Regions from separate parts of the Mus musculus genome. Here regions 2, 3, 4 and 5 are each linked to region 1. Evidence: chromatin contacts called from public promoter capture Hi-C data. All regions are on one chromosome and are shown on one strand. Each heading gives the region's core, a stretch centred on a gene start, on an enhancer-like site or on the middle of the called end of the contact. The rest is flanking DNA. Distances are from core to core; before and after follow the strand shown. Region 1 holds the start of Map3k12 (mitogen-activated protein kinase kinase kinase 12). Region 2 holds the start of Gpd1 (glycerol-3-phosphate dehydrogenase 1 (soluble)). Region 3 holds the start of Cers5 (ceramide synthase 5). Region 4 holds the start of Lima1 (LIM domain and actin binding 1). Region 5 holds the start of Csrnp2 (cysteine-serine-rich nuclear protein 2).

Region 1 (2,883 bases), core at 278-2,777:
CACCTCCCATTCTCTTACTCCCTAGGCATGGGCAGCAAAGGCAGAGGTGGGTGCTGGAATTTCGTGTTCTCTATCATTTTATTATTAACCCCCATTCCCAGAGACTCAGAGCAGTAACTGCTTTTAACAGGGTTTTGCTCTTGTGAAGAAGTCTAGGAAACCCCAGCCACACCTTCCATCTTCCACCTCCATCCACCAAAGATCTAGGACTTGGCAAGTATTGGACCTTGGGGTCTTCCTGGAAGTCAACAGTTGGTTAGACCCAACTTGGGGCCCAGATAACTTTCCATGAGAGATGGCAGCACTCTTGAACTTGTAAACACTAATGTTTGGACAGCAAGGCCCAGAGGGAACTTGGGCTGTTTCCTTTCCAAATTCTTGCTACTGGTGTAAGCTTGGGATGACCCTCTGCCTGAAAACCACGAGGCGGCTGGGAGAATCAGAAGAGAGTTTAGAGTGAGGCTCCAGGTGCCTGGGGTGTGTGAGACCTCATGTGCATGCTCTTTTGGTTGAAGGCCAAAGAGGCAGAAGACAGAGAGCCGCAAGGCTCCTCCCTGCAGCCCTACTACTGTTTATGGAACCCACCCCTCTTCTCTTTCTACCCTCAGCCAAAGCCTTGCCTACCAAGATTGTAAGCCAAGGAGTTTGGTGAGTGTGTGAGAAAAAGGGAGGTTTGTGAAGCGCCTGACTAGGGAAATGGGTTAAGGAAACCAGAGACGAGCAGGCAGAAGAGAGAGAAAACTACATCCAAATGGAGGACGGGGTGCAACAGCTGGACGGTAGGGAATGCCACAGCTGGAGATTAGAGGGATTACAGATGGACGGGGGAGAGGGCCCTGCCAGGGCATGCAGGTGTAGGTGCAGCCTAATTTTCAGGTAGAGCCTATTAGGTGCAGGAGTGGGGGAGGGGGGCGGTGGGTATATTAGGCCTTGCCCTTCCATCCCTTCCCTGGAGGGGGCCACAATTCTCCCTCCTTTCTAGGTCCTGAGGTTGAGGAGGAGAGGACGTGCTCTTGCCCGCTGTCCTTTAGGTCTTCCCCTAGCCACCCTCATCCTCGCATAATCCACCACAGCTTTGGAGGCTCTTGGTCTCCAAGCTGGGCCGCCGCATCCCTCAGCTTCGCCCGGTTCCTTCCTATCTCCAGGCGTCGGGTCCAGGGCTCTAGTTCCTTCATACCACAGCTTCAGCATCCTCGAGTCACCTCCTCCCCCACCACGCCACAATTGTATCCCGACCCTCCCTCCACGCCAGGATCCCAAGACCCGAACCCATCCCTGCCCCCCACCCCCACAAGTCGCCCAGGCTCTCACCTCGGGGGCTCCGCGGCCGCAGCACAAAAGGCGGCGCTGCTGCAGCTCCGCTCCGGATGCTGCTCCCGCCTCCTCCTCCTCCTCCTCCTTCCCTCCTCCCCCCGTTGCCCTCCACCGGACCTGGAGAGCTGTCACCGGCGATGCTCGTGTGGAACTCAGGTGTACGGGTGTCAGCCCCAGCTTTTAGCCCCCACCCCCTACTCGAAGCCCCGTCCCCACTCGACTTGAACTCCCGCTCCTTCCAAAGCCCCCGCCCCTGGCCCCCCGGGACGGACACGCCCTGAGCGGGGGATGCTGCGCTGGAGTCGCCGGCCTCTTAAAGGAGCCTGTGGCTGCCATCCGGCGCGATCCAGGCTCCTTCCTGGAGGTGTTCTACGGCAGTTCCACTTTGGTCCTCATGCGGAATCTGTAGGATCCCCTTGTGACCTGTCTTACAGATTCTTTCCTACACCCCGAGAGCGCAGTCCATCAGTATACACAACGCTCTGGCACTGGTCCCTTGTCATACCGACATCTCCAGCTGGCCTTCCCTCGTCGCTGCTCCATTTTCACCCAATTGGAATCCACCCAGCCGTAGGTCCCTTCCCACTTCTGTGCTCCTGGATGACCGATCGCTCGTTTTCATTACTGATTCCTCTTACCTCTAACCCTATTCCTTTCTAGCAAGACATCTTATCCTAGACCCATTTTAAAAAACACTCTTTGAATCACGTTTTTCGTGGTATCACTTTCTCCTTCTGTCCAAGGTCACAAGATTTCCCATATTTCTTTCACTCTGGTGGTATCAAGGCTTTGGAGAGCCAAAGGTAATCGTTAAGCTCTGCGCGTATATTAGTTCGTTAATTATTCCTGTGCTCTTTCAGGTGAGACTAAACACAGAAGGTCCATCTAATGATTCTCGGGACAGTTAAAAGAGGTTCACTAGGGCTGATCTAAAGAGGCACGAACCCTGTCAGGCTGCGTGGAGTTAGTGAAGAGAGGCGAAGGACAAGCCACAGAAAAGCAACGGGTTTTTTGACACGGAGTGCTGAGAAGCTTACGCTACAGCCTGGGAGACCGGGTCTGAGGAGAACTCCGGACTTATAAAACCCCAGAGCTCTGGGGTGGGGGTGGCCAGGTAAGGCACACCCTCTGGGGCAGCAAAAGGACTTCGGCCAATCACAGCCTTTCCTCAAGGAGAAGGCTACACCTTTCCTCGTCTCCGCCCTCTGGGCCAAGTGACCAATCTGCAAGCGCCTACAGGAAGTCGCTCTCAGTATAGCCAATAAAGCAGCGAAGCCCGCAGCGGCGCCCGAATGACGCGCTGGCGCCTGGGTTCTGTAGTTCTCTCAGGGAGACAGACCTTACCGCCCCGCCCCTGGCCGCCTACACGCAGCTAATACGCATGCTCACAGTGTCGGCTTGGGAGGAGGCGGTGCGCAAGGAGGAAGGCGGGAATGACATTAGGAAAAAAAAAAAACCAAAAAAACAAAAAACCCAACCCACTCGTAGTAGCTTGGGAAGCTTCCGCCGAGGGTCTGCTCCTCCCAGAAGGCGGTGCAGATGCCCGGGCGAGTCTCGCTGAGGGTTGTG
Region 2 (2,883 bases), core at 130-2,629, 2.8 Mb before region 1:
GGAAACCCGAGTTCCTCCTCTTAGTCAAACAGATGTCTGTGGGTGCCATGGAGCCCAAACTGCTGGATATGGGCCTGCCTTTCTCCCCCTCCCCCAAAGCTACACACCCACACCGGCATCAGAGACCACAGAGCTGCGGAGACATGGCTACCCTTGAGTTTTAGAGGCTGCTGCTGTAACTGGCTTCTCTGGCCCTGTCTAGAGACTGTAACCAGCTGTTTAATTTAAGGGTCCCTGTGGGATAAGCAGAGCCTGAGAGAAGAAATTGAAGGGAGATCAGGCTTATCCAGGAGCATGTGCTGGCCACCACCTTCTGCCCTTCCTGAAGCCTGGAAGGAGTGTGGGTGGGCCACGTGTCACCAGTGGCCTTTGACCTTCCTTCCCTTTAGAGACCTTCAAACGGAGATTATCTGAGGTGAAGGGGCAACCTGTGGGTCCCTGACCTGCAAGTAACCAAGATGACCTTGTTATTTTTAGTTTTCCAAGACAGGGTTTCTTTATGTAACCCCCCCCCCCCCACTATCTGGGAACTCACTCTGTAGACCAGGCTGGCCTCAAACACACAGAGATTCACCTACCTCTGCCTCCTGAACGCCAGGATTAAAGGTGTGCACCACTATGTCCATTTTCTCCCGAGATATTTTAATCCTTGGTCGGGGTGGGGGTATACACCAAAGCAGCCCCTTACTGTGTATGTGGTATTGTAGTATTATTCCCTAGAAGGTGCTCACATCCCTTGATCCTCTCACCCAGAGCCCGTGGTGGAGCTACCATCATGGGACATCATGGGAGTGGAACAGCTGAGGATCTGGGGGAGGCACATGCTAGCTAGCGAGAGCGATGAGGCGTTTGCCTTTGAAAACATCGCTGTTGCTGACGCTAGTGCTTTTTTCTCTCTCTCTCTGAAACAGACTAGCCTCGAACTCATCGAGACCCTCTTGCCTCTGCTTCCCAAGCGCTGGGGTTAAAGACATGCACCACCATGCCGAGCCCTGTCAGTTGCAGTTTATTTCAGTGCTGGAGACTGAAGGCATAGCTGGGGGGGGGGGGTGTGATAGCTGGGGGGGGGTGTGATAGCTGGGGGGGGGGGGGTGTTACTGTTTCTTGACCAGACTCAATACCAATACGTAGGTGGAGAACTAAGCCGAGGCCAAACGAGGGAAGAAGCTGGCCAGCACTGTCAGCTGGGAACTCGAGAGGAAAAGCTGGCCTGGCCTCAGCCTCAGTCCTGTTCTCCACCTGTCTGTCCCCTTTACTACCCTTTCTGCAGGCCAGACTCCTAGTCCCTGGGTGCCAGCCTCTGGGCCACCTCAGGGGCGGAGCTTGGCTGCACCCACGTGTGGTGGAGTTAAATACTCGGAGCCCACACCCGCCGGGGCAGAGAAGCAGCAAGCAGCACCATGGCTGGCAAGAAAGTCTGCATTGTCGGCTCTGGCAACTGGTGAGTGGTTCTGTGAAGGGCAGGGGGGGAGGGAAGGGCTCTCCGAGGGCTGAGGGGCTCCGCGGAGGGAGGCTGGGTGAGCAGGAAGCGGGCAGAGGGTAGGAAATGCCCTCAGGAGCCAGCTGGACTCCTGCTGCCGTCTCCAGTGCTTACGGTACACAGGACAGTCTGTGCCCAGCCTCCCGGCTGTGCCCGCCTGGGCGCTGCACCTGTTCACCACAGGAAGGTGAGCAGAGTGCTGTTGCCTTCCCTGCCTGAGAAGCTGCCTGCGCGGTGTAGGGAAGGCTAGCCCACCTCCCCAGCAGCAAAGACTGGATAGATTGAATCTTCTATTGCCAGTTGTGGGAGACACATTCATCATAGGGGACCAGGGTGGGAGTAGGGGGGCGGAGTGACGTGAGAGTGAGAGGCAGGAGGTAAAAAAAAATCCAACAAGCTTTATGAGTTCCTCCCCCTCCTCCCTGTCACCCTAGTCCACTTTCCTGTGTTTCCTCTCCCGCCAGGGGCTCAGCCATTGCCAAGATCGTGGGTAGCAATGCAGGCCGGCTGGCACACTTTGACCCACGGGTGACCATGTGGGTGTTTGAGGAAGACATCGGGGGCAGAAAGCTAACTGAGATCATCAACACTCAGCACGAGAATGTTAAATACCTGCCAGGGCACAAGCTGCCCCCCAATGTGGTGAGCTCCAACTCGATGTGAGAAGAGAGAGAGAGCGAGGCAAGGAAAGGGTATACTCAGTCAACACGCAAAAGTGACTTCGAGGTGCCTCCTTCCCAGAGGAGGGGAGGAGGCCACTGTAGGCGCCCGCTGGCTTGGTGGAGCAGCAGGCGGGGTGCTCTAGGCCTGGAGTACCCCTCCCCCATTAAGCCCCTATATTACTCTTTTGGAATCTTTCTGGAATCTGAATGTACCACCCCTTAGAGGTGCTAGGTGGAAAAGAGGGGTCTCCATGGCAACCAAAGGCTGGTTCTCAGGCTCCCGGACTCGGGGTCCAACTTCTCCTGCCTGCCCTGAACTCTAACCCTGTTACTCATTCACTGGTTATTAGCAGATCTGAAGGCTGATCATTGGACTTTTGGTCTTTGGTCAAATCCATATGGCATTCTCCTCACCTAGAAAGGGGGGACAGAGAGTCCGCAGGGAGACTGGGGCTCCCACTGCCAAGTTCGGGCCCCTAAGACGCAGCAGTGATGAAATCTTAGTTGGCCTCTTCCCCCTGCCAGGCCTAGGCTGCCTTTGGCAGTCTTCACTGACCCATAGCCAAGGGCTAAACGTGTGGCAGCGTGGAGGCAGGCGTGTTCTAGGAAGCTTCAGTGCCCCAGGAGAGCTGGGGACAGGGAACACAGAAGTTCTGATAGTTCCTGTTAAAGTCTCAAAAACCCTCCCTCCCCTAACACTGGCTTGGAGATCTTCTGCAAGGGGGTCCCCTTGGGACTAGG
Region 3 (2,883 bases), core at 119-2,618, 2.7 Mb before region 1:
GATACTTCTGAGTAATGGATTATTTTGTCTAACCACATCTCCACACTAGAAAAGGAATTCTGGCATCAGTGTCGTGTTTGTTCTAGATAAGGTTTTTACAGAAGGCGTCTCTGCCTACGAGGAAAGTACTTCCTTGGAGTTTGAGTAAGCTTTATCAAAAACACAGCTATGATTGATCCTCATTACAGATCGCATCAGATCCTTGAAGAACAGTGTCTTTTTGGCAGCAGATAAGACTAGCCCTTTGAAGAACGGGGTGGGGGTGGGGTGGGGGGGATCTTCTGCCCAGAGCATGTAGCTGGGCAAAGTATGTTGTGAATACTACCACCTTAGAAGCTGGTTCACAAAGCTGTTTCCAATAAAGTCTCAGGCTCCATCGCCTTCAAAATGACCACTTCTCCCATCTCAGGCTTCCAAGGCCCGTTCAGCAGTTCCTCTTGACACCTTCCCCAAATGTTGGAAGCCTCAGGCTTCACCACACCCTATCCTAGCCAGACGTCTGCTGTCATACTAACACGTTCACGCGCTAACAAATCAGGGCTTGGGGCCTAACTGATCCTGTTGTTTCAAACCCCAGAAGTAAAGTAACTTTAGCAAACATTACATCTCATGCATCCACCTACGTCGCTCGGAAGCTCTGGCGCTTGCACTGAACCCACAAGCTTCCAGGACCCCAGCTAATTCTGGTTCTCCCAGGCCCTTCCCGTTCCTCTCGCCGGGCACTGCGGGAGCACGACTCACTCTTGGGTTCCTGGAGATTGGGAGGCAGCCTTCGAGAGCTCCATGCGACTCTGTGATCTGCACTTCTGAGGCCCAGCACTCCCCTCGATTCTCTCTCACTCGCCCACACCCTAGACTCGCGCGGTCTGCGCGCACGCAGGCTCCAGGGGCGCGTCGCCGGGCTCCGAGCATCCCCGCCGCGGCCCGGGCTCCCCGGCTCCCCCGCCCCGCCGCCTCGGCTTCCGGCCCTCGGTCTCCGGCCCAGGCGTCCCGCCCCTACCCCCCGCCATCCCCGGCCCCGCGCAGCAACGCTCACCGCTCAAACAGCATCCTCACGGAGAAGATGCACACTGCCAGCGGGAACACCGACAGCACGTGCTGGGCGCGCGGGTAGCCGTAGCCGTCGCCCGGGCCCTCCAGGTCCGCCCAGCTCACGTTCTGAGGCAGCCAGAAGCTCTCGCTCCACAGCCAACCCCACAGGAGGCCCAGGGTTTCCGCTGCTGCAGTCGCCATCTTACGCGCGCCCGGCGGCCACTGCCGCCACAGCCTCGGAGGCAGTCAAGGCAAAAGGAACCCGCTGGGAGGCGGCCCCGAGGCGGGGCCCGGCCTACGGCCACCCTCTTCCGTCCCTGGGTCCTCCCAGCCGCCCAGCCCGCCTCTCCCGCAAGGATGGCCTCCTCCCCGCCCATCCCGCCTTCCCGCCCACTTCTCCGTCGCAGCAGCCCAGGCCCCTCATGTGGGTCCCGGCCTCGCCCCGCGTGCCCATTTCTTCTTGGCCACGCCCACCTGTCCTGGTCACGCCCCTCACCTGCAGCCCGAGCCACGCCCAGTTTCTTTCAGCAGGTTCGACATCACCATGGTCACACCCCTACCTCAGGCTAGTTTCTCCCTTTTGGAAACACTCTTCCTAGTCCAGCAGATTCAAGTTCTTTCTGGCTCCCGGCCCGGCTATACGTTCCTGATCATCACTTACAGTCCCGGTGTCCCAGCCAGCCGGCTGTGCTGTTCATCCTAGTTGATTCCTCCTCCTCCTCCTCCTCCCCCTCCTCCTCCTCCTCCTCCTCCTCCTCCTCCTCATACTCCTCCTCCTACTCCTCCTTCTCCTTTTTTGCACTTCCTTGATCTCCACCCCCCTCCTTGGCTTTAGGCCTTAAAAGTTACCTTCACTTTTTCTCAGAGAAAACACAAGGCTTTGAAATATCTTTACATTAAAAGCCTGTAATTCCAGCCTCCACTGTAATCCCACTTGGGGCTCAGGGTCGTTCTCTGCAAGTTCAGGGCCAAAATGAACTTCATGAGACCTCCCCATCCCACCCCCATTCCCTTTTGAGTGTCTGTGGGAGGTAGTGTTTCACAGCTGACGGCTCCGCACTTGGGTGACCAAAGGGAGAGAATTGTCCCTTCCTTTTAAGACCAGTTTGCATACAGTACAGGACAAAAGGTTCCTCCTCTCCCCTCTTGAGGCAGAAGGTAATGGGGGGAAAAAAAAGCAACAAGGCAAAAGGAAAATAAATGACCGCTAGTTTTAATGACATCTGTCATGTAGCAGTTTATGAAGGAATAAACTGAAGTCCAAAGAGGCAGAATAGTTTGCCCAAAGTCATATAGACCAACAGCTGTAATTAGAAAATAATTAGAGGGGCTGGTGAGATGTCTCAGTGGGTAAGAGCACCCGACTGCTCTTCCGAAGGTCTGGAGTTCAAATCCCAGCAACCACATGGTGGCTCACAACCATCTGTAATGAGATCTGACTCCCTCTTCTGTAGTGTCTGAAGATAGCTACAGTATACTTAGATATAATAAATAAATAAATCTTAAAAAAAAAAGAAAGAAAATACTTAGACTCCAGAACTCTCATTTCCTTATCTTACAAACCACCTCAACTTTATTTTTTTATTTATTTATTGTTTCCAGCCCGCTTGGGCCCAGATCGCTTTGGCCTATTTATTTATTATATGTAAGTACACTGTAGCTATCTTCAGACACCCCCAGAAGAGGGGATCAGATCTCATTACAGATAGTTGTGAGCCACCATGTGGTTGCTGGGATTTGAACTCATGACCTCTGGAAGAATAGTCAGGGCTCTTATCTGCTGAGCCATCTCTCCAGCCCCCCACCTCAACTTTAAATGGTCAGAGCAAACCTTGAACTCTTGTAAATCTA
Region 4 (2,883 bases), core at 266-2,765, 2.6 Mb before region 1:
AAAGAAAGAAAGAAAGAAAGAAAGAAAGAAAGGACGAACGAACTTCTCTGGGCTGGCAAGATGGCTCAGAAGATGAAAACCTTTGCTGCACAAGACTAAGGACCAGAGTTTGATCCTCAAATCCTAAGTTAGAGAGAACCAACTCCTATAAGCTGCCCTCTGACCTCCACAAGCCTACCATAGCACGATGGCTGGTATTCATGCACACACATCACACAAATGGTAATTTTTAAAATATATATATATATATATATATATATATATATATATATATATATATATATATATATATATATATATATATATATATATATATATATATATATTGAAGGTCAGGGACAGTGGAGCACACCTTTAATCCTAACATTCAAGATGCAGAGGCAGCCATATTTCAGGCAGCCAAAGCTAGATAGCCAGCTCAAGGCTAGTCAGGGATTCTCTGAAGAAGCAGAAAGAGGAAGAGAAGAAGAAAAAGGAGGGAGAGGAGGAGGAGAAGACAACGACTGAGGAGGAGTTGTTCTTTCCTGCTAACTCTATAGCTTTTTGAAGGCTGTCTAAACATGATCACACTTGGTCGTCCATAGACTAACTGGACTAGGTATTTGTACCAGTAACTATGTAGATACAAAGTAGCCCACTCACCCACTTCCGTGCCAAGGATGATCTGCCCTCCAAAGGTCAACGTCTTAAAAACATAACCTCACAGTCTTCGGCTAACTTGCAAAGTCAACAGAACCATTTGGATTAGGCAGATTTTTGAGAGCTGGAATTAGTTGCAAGACAATAGCAGATCAGTATCTCTCACCAGGATCAGCTAAACTCATTGTTGTGAGCACCAATAAGAAGGCTAGGACGGGTGCCAGATGGTTCGCTCCTAGCACCCACGACTTCGAGCTCCAGTGTGTGTGGCCAGGGGTGTACAGTTACCTAATATTAACACCTACGGATGCGAGTGAGCAGTGGATCCCAGCTCAAGTACACCATAGCGATTTGGGAAGGACACAGCAAGTAGGAACTGTTCGGAAGGATGTTAAGTCTTAACCAGAGTTCATCTGGAGGAATGGACGGGAGAAAAATTGGAAAAGGAACGGCCGCGTGGAAGAAGGAAAGAGTGGCAGGATTACCTCCCTAAGAGGGTGTTTTAACTTTTGATGAAATGCCACTTTCCCTCCATCCCGTGCGAGACCAGGGGCCCAGGCAGCGAAGTCTCAGTCCCTTGGACTTCCCAGAAGGGAGGGCGGAGCATGGGAGGCTCCTCCAACGTGGACCCCAAGGGGTGAGCCTCCTGCTCCTGCTACCCACCGCCTCAAAATACGCGGGGAGAGTGCGGGGCTCAGCAGGGTCTCCGCGCGCATGCAGGCTGCGGAGGGCGAGGCGAGAGGAAGCGCTTACCTGACTAGAAAGCCGTCGGGGCTCGGCGCTGCACGGCCACGGTCCTGCGCTCTGTCTGCCCAGCGCACCTGTCGCAACTGGGCTGCAGCACCTTCAGCTCCGCGGCCCCGCCCCGGCCCCGCTCAGAGCCCCGCCCCCTGCCGCGGAGGCGCGCCCGTCTCCCGCCTCCCGCGCGGCCTTGGAGCGAACGTGCTCGCTCCCGGCGGCGTGTTCAACTCGTGACCGGAGCGTCGCCCTAGTAGCGGTGGTGTTGCAGGAGGCGTGGCTCCTGTGTCAGCCTCCAACTTGGTCGTGTCCCCTTTCTGGCTCACCCTATCTCTCTCTGACTAGAGATTGCAGCAGTTTGATCTGAGACTCACCCAGAAATCTGGTCTAAGTGCAACTTCAGGGAAGTTCCTGGTGCTGTCGGGGTAAGTTCTGTGGAAAGGTATTTTAAGAGAGGCCATGCCCTGTGCTGCAAAGAGCTGCCAAAGAGGCCTGGCTCAGACTACATTGGATCACTTCACCTCAGTGGACCTGAGTTTCCTCAGGAAAGGATAGGATTAGATAAGAGTAGGTGGTGTCCAAGTTCTCCAAGAGCTATGGGTTTTGTTTGTTTGGTTTTTGGTTTTTTGTTTTTTTCAACAACGGGTGGTTTTCCTTCATTTTCTTTTGAGACAGAGGAGGGTCATCACATGTAGCTGAGATTAGCCTGGAACTCACAGTGTAGCTGAAGTGATCTTTGAGCTGTTGGCTCACAAAACTGCCCGTAACTCCAGCACCTGGGGAACCTGATACCATTTTCTGGCGTCCGTGAGGAACTGCACACACATCACACACTCACACACATATACATACTAATAAGATTAAATAAAAGTCTTTTTTAAAAGAGGCTCTAAGAGAAGGGTAGTAGCACACACCCTAGAGTGGGCTTGCACTTCTCAACAGTGTCTGCAAGACCTGTTTCTGTTTCTGCACTAGGAATGTGAGGGTCTGAATAGATCATGAGGAGACATAGCATGTGGCCATCCAGCCCTCAGATTCTTGGCTCCACCACCATTCCTCTCTGCACGAAGCCTTTTGATAGTATCCTTTCCTGAGGTCTAGTGACATACCAAACGAAAGGAATTCTGAGGCTTTTCATGTGAGTGTTGATTAGTATCATAAGGGCCAGTGGTAGAAAGATTTGTTCAACTCCTAAAGCAGTCACTGGCAAAGGGCACAGGACATGTGGCCTTTATCCTGGCAACTGAGGTAGGATGGTTGCCTTGAGTCCCTGGATGTCCAGTGTTACAGAGTGAGAATAACCCAAAAGGAACAAAACAAGAAACCTACAAAAAGCTGTTGATGAACAAGTTTTAAGGAATTGAGCCATTCACCAAGGATAGAATATCATTCAAAAATCTAACCTAGACTGATTTCTGGATAAATGTACTAAAGAAGCAAATTAACTTTATTCGAAGATTAAAAGGGTTTTGTTTTTGTTTTTGTTTTTTTAAACGGGAAATCAGC
Region 5 (2,883 bases), core at 267-2,766, 2.0 Mb before region 1:
TTTCCTAAATGACTCCAAAACCCTAACACAGGGGACAATCTTTCCACCCAACTCAAACCCAATATTCTGCCAAAGGTCAAGGAACCTCTTATAGGACTGTGAAGACTACCAGACACTCTGGGGCAGCGAGGCTCCTGTTATACCGCAACACTGTAACACTTGAGTACGATGCCCTACCTTGTTCCCCCTTTCTAAGATACTGTGGGTGATTCGCAAATACTATCTTATGGCTCTACGTGTCCTTGCGATCCCCAAGATCGTGGAAGTGGGAAGACACTCGGTGTAAACCTCCTCCTTAAGCTAGGTATTTAAAGAAGGCCCCTTCCCTCCTCTACTCCCCAGGTTGTCCCCGTTTAGGTTAGAATTCGGCTTCCTACATTAAAGCCACATCCTAGAAGACACAGAGCTTTGTGAGAGACCTGGAACATGATGCCGCATTAACTCTCCTCGGAAGGATATCGCCATTTATAACTCTCCCACACACCAACACCCTGGTTTTGGATATCTGTAAAATTTAAAGCCACCAAAGAAAAGGAGAATGTGAATCGGCTGGGGTTCTAACCACGAAAACTGGAGGACACGGGGAACAGTGTCATCTCTTGGGGATAACTTCTAACCTTTCATACTGAAGAATGGTTTCTGTGTCACACTGTCACTCTCAACCCTTCTAAAAGGGTGAATCAAGACCATAGCACTCAAAGGATGGATGGCAGGCGGCTGCGTGTTTAGGCCTGCGAAAAGGATCAAGCTAGCACCCGGGACAAGTGATGCTCTCATTTTTGCACACAACGCCAGAAAAAATGGGAGACATCGGGAATCAGAGCAGAAGGGACATGCCAAGTCACCAGTTCCCCTCAGCACCGCTGAAGAACCCTTCCGCTCTCAACCCATGGATTCCCGCTAACCTTCCCGCTCATTTCCATCTTCTGCAGTCCCCACAGCCTTCCACATCCTCCTGCCTGCTACTCACAAATTCCCAACCACTCCTCCCACATTTTCCTCCAGGCCCCCTCCCCTTCCTTCACTTCCCTCCATCCTACATCACTGCCCACTCCATTCCGAACTCAGCCGTCAGCCGCAATCCAGCCGGCTTCCAAGCCGCCCATCCATCCCTCGAGCTAGCCTGCAGCCCGACCCGCGTCCCCGGCGCCCCTAGCTCTCACGCCTCTTCCCAGAGGCGCCTCGGCTCCCCGCCCCCCGCCTCCTTAGTCCGCACAGCTCGGCGCCGGAGCGCTGCTCCACGGCTGCCCGAGAACTGCTGCCAGGCAAGGACGAGGCGGACCCCTCCTCCCCGCACCCCAGGCCCATTACCGGCCCCGCCGCAGCCGCTTCTCCCGTCACGGTCTCCGCCGCCCCCGCTGCCTACTCAGCCCGTGTGCAAGGAGGGGAGACCGAGGCGTGCCGGCTCCCAGGCCCGTCGCGTGGCTCTCGGGGCTGCAGGGTGTGTGGGCCGGCCGGCAGGCGGCGGGGGTCGGGCGGCTCTGCACTCTGGCTCCCCGGGCAGCGAAGACCAGAACCGTCCCGGCTCCGGCTAACAATAGGCTCCGGCTGCAGCGCTCTGCCTCTTATAGGCGCCGGCGCGTCGCGGCCGAGGCCCGGGGCAGCCTGGGAAATGGAGTCTACACTTGGCCCACACCCAAGGCATGCCGGGAGTTGGAGGCGGCCAGTGCCCAAAAGCCCTCGCCCACCCTGGAACATTCGCGGCGGACCCCGGAGAGCGCCTGTAGGGCAGTTGCCCGCCTTGAAGCGGGAGGCTGCGGATCCTCGGCTACACTTCCTCGCACCAGAACCTCACCCCATGCCTGGGGAACGTGATTCTCACGGGGTTGTCCCATATGACTTGCTGCAGCTGGCCTAATTTATAAGAGAAATTATGAGCAATGACCTATCTATTTATATGATGGATCGATTTCAACATTTTTCCCACCCCAAACGGGGTCTCTCTACATGGCTCTGGCTGCCCTGGAACTCACACTATTCCAGGCTGGCCTCGAACTGAAGAGATCCACCTGCCTCTGCGTCCTGAATGCTGGATAACGGCGTGCGCCACTATACGGGCTGATTTCTTCACATTCTTAAATTTTTCTTTTCTTTTCTTTTTTTAATTATTGTCTCTGATAATCACAGTTTTGCAGTTCATCTTTAAAGTGGGCAAAATATGGACCAAAAAGTTATAGCTCTGGCTGTCCTGGAACTCACTTTGTAGACAAGGCTGGCCTCAAACTCAGAAATCTGCCTGCCTCTGCCTCCCAAGTGCTGGGATTAAAGGCGTGTGCCACCACGCCCGGCTTACCTTTACAATCTTATGCCAACCAGCCATACGTTGGTTCAGTTAGTAACTATTCAGGTCTTCATATTAGAGAGGTAATACATTACACACACACACACATACACACACACACACACACACACACACACACACACCGTTTGGTTTTGAACAGGGTCTTTTTAGCTCAAGATGGTTTTGAATTTGTTTATTTGAGACAGGGTTTCTCTGTGGCGTTGGCTGTCCTGGAACTCCCTCTGTAGACCAGGCTGGCCTTGAACCCCAAGATCTGCCTGCCTCCCATTTTAAAAGCCTGCTTTAGCTTCTTAAGTACTGGAATGAGAGCCATGATTTGAAATAACTGCTTCTTTTGGTCTCTTTATTTCCTTGGCATCACTACCACTTGTATTTGTTGTTTTTTAGTCTTCTGTCTTGACTGGATTCCATGGAACTTGAATTGAAGAGTTGTTTATTTATTGTATTCTCAATACCAGGTTTTTAAAATCTGGTTATTTGACATTTAGGAGCACAGTGAGTATTTATTGGCTAGGTGGATGCACGACAGGATTAAACTTTATGTAGGGTGTGTGTGTGTGTGTGTGTGTGTGTGTGTGTGC

The links. Promoter capture Hi-C pulls out the DNA fragments that hold promoters and counts their contacts. Capture Hi-C pulls out chosen DNA fragments and counts their contacts.
Region 2: a promoter capture Hi-C map of adipose tissue shows a contact between it and region 1, with 2.8 times the contacts expected there. The contact joins the promoter of Gpd1 here to the promoter of Map3k12 in region 1. A contact is called at or near these places in 2 of 39 promoter capture datasets (liver and pre-B cells), 1 of 115 datasets of contacts at active chromatin or transcription factors (astrocytes) and 1 of 9 other capture datasets (adipose tissue).
Region 3: a contact with region 1 is called in a promoter capture Hi-C map of pre-B cells, with 4 times the contacts expected there. The contact joins the promoter of Cers5 here to the promoter of Map3k12 in region 1. A contact is called at or near these places in 3 of 39 promoter capture datasets (the C10 cell line, hippocampal neurons and pre-B cells).
Region 4: a promoter capture Hi-C map of pre-B cells shows a contact between it and region 1, with 5 times the contacts expected there. The contact joins the promoter of Lima1 here to the promoter of Map3k12 in region 1. A contact is called at or near these places in 3 of 39 promoter capture datasets (liver and pre-B cells).
Region 5: a promoter capture Hi-C map of pre-B cells shows a contact between it and region 1, with 4 times the contacts expected there. The contact joins the promoter of Csrnp2 here to the promoter of Map3k12 in region 1. A contact is called at or near these places in 2 of 39 promoter capture datasets (liver and pre-B cells), 1 of 115 datasets of contacts at active chromatin or transcription factors (astrocytes) and 1 of 9 other capture datasets (adipose tissue).

What each region holds. Positions count from the first base shown.
Region 1 is chr15:102,515,477-102,518,359 of GRCm38.p6, forward strand. Map3k12 (mitogen-activated protein kinase kinase kinase 12) reads right to left here and starts at 1,528. Exons shown (of 16, transcript NM_001163643.1): 1 at 1,312-1,528. It overlaps Tarbp2 (TARBP2, RISC loading complex RNA binding subunit), which reads left to right and starts at 2,716. Exons shown (of 9, transcript NM_009319.3): 1 at 2,716-2,883.
Region 2 is chr15:99,716,208-99,719,090 of GRCm38.p6, forward strand. Gpd1 (glycerol-3-phosphate dehydrogenase 1 (soluble)) reads left to right here and starts at 1,380. Exons shown (of 8, transcript NM_010271.3): 1 at 1,380-1,441; 2 at 1,945-2,122. The coding sequence starts at 1,401. The region is part of intron 2 of Gm16537 (predicted gene 16537); the gene reads right to left.
Region 3 is chr15:99,771,147-99,774,029 of GRCm38.p6, forward strand. Cers5 (ceramide synthase 5) reads right to left here and starts at 1,369. Exons shown (of 10, transcript NM_028015.2): 1 at 1,037-1,369. The coding sequence starts at 1,233.
Region 4 is chr15:99,873,941-99,876,823 of GRCm38.p6, forward strand. Lima1 (LIM domain and actin binding 1) reads right to left here and starts at 1,516. Exons shown (of 11, transcript NM_001113545.1): 1 at 1,393-1,516.
Region 5 is chr15:100,493,723-100,496,605 of GRCm38.p6, forward strand. Csrnp2 (cysteine-serine-rich nuclear protein 2) reads right to left here and starts at 1,517. Exons shown (of 5, transcript NM_153407.2): 1 at 1,312-1,517.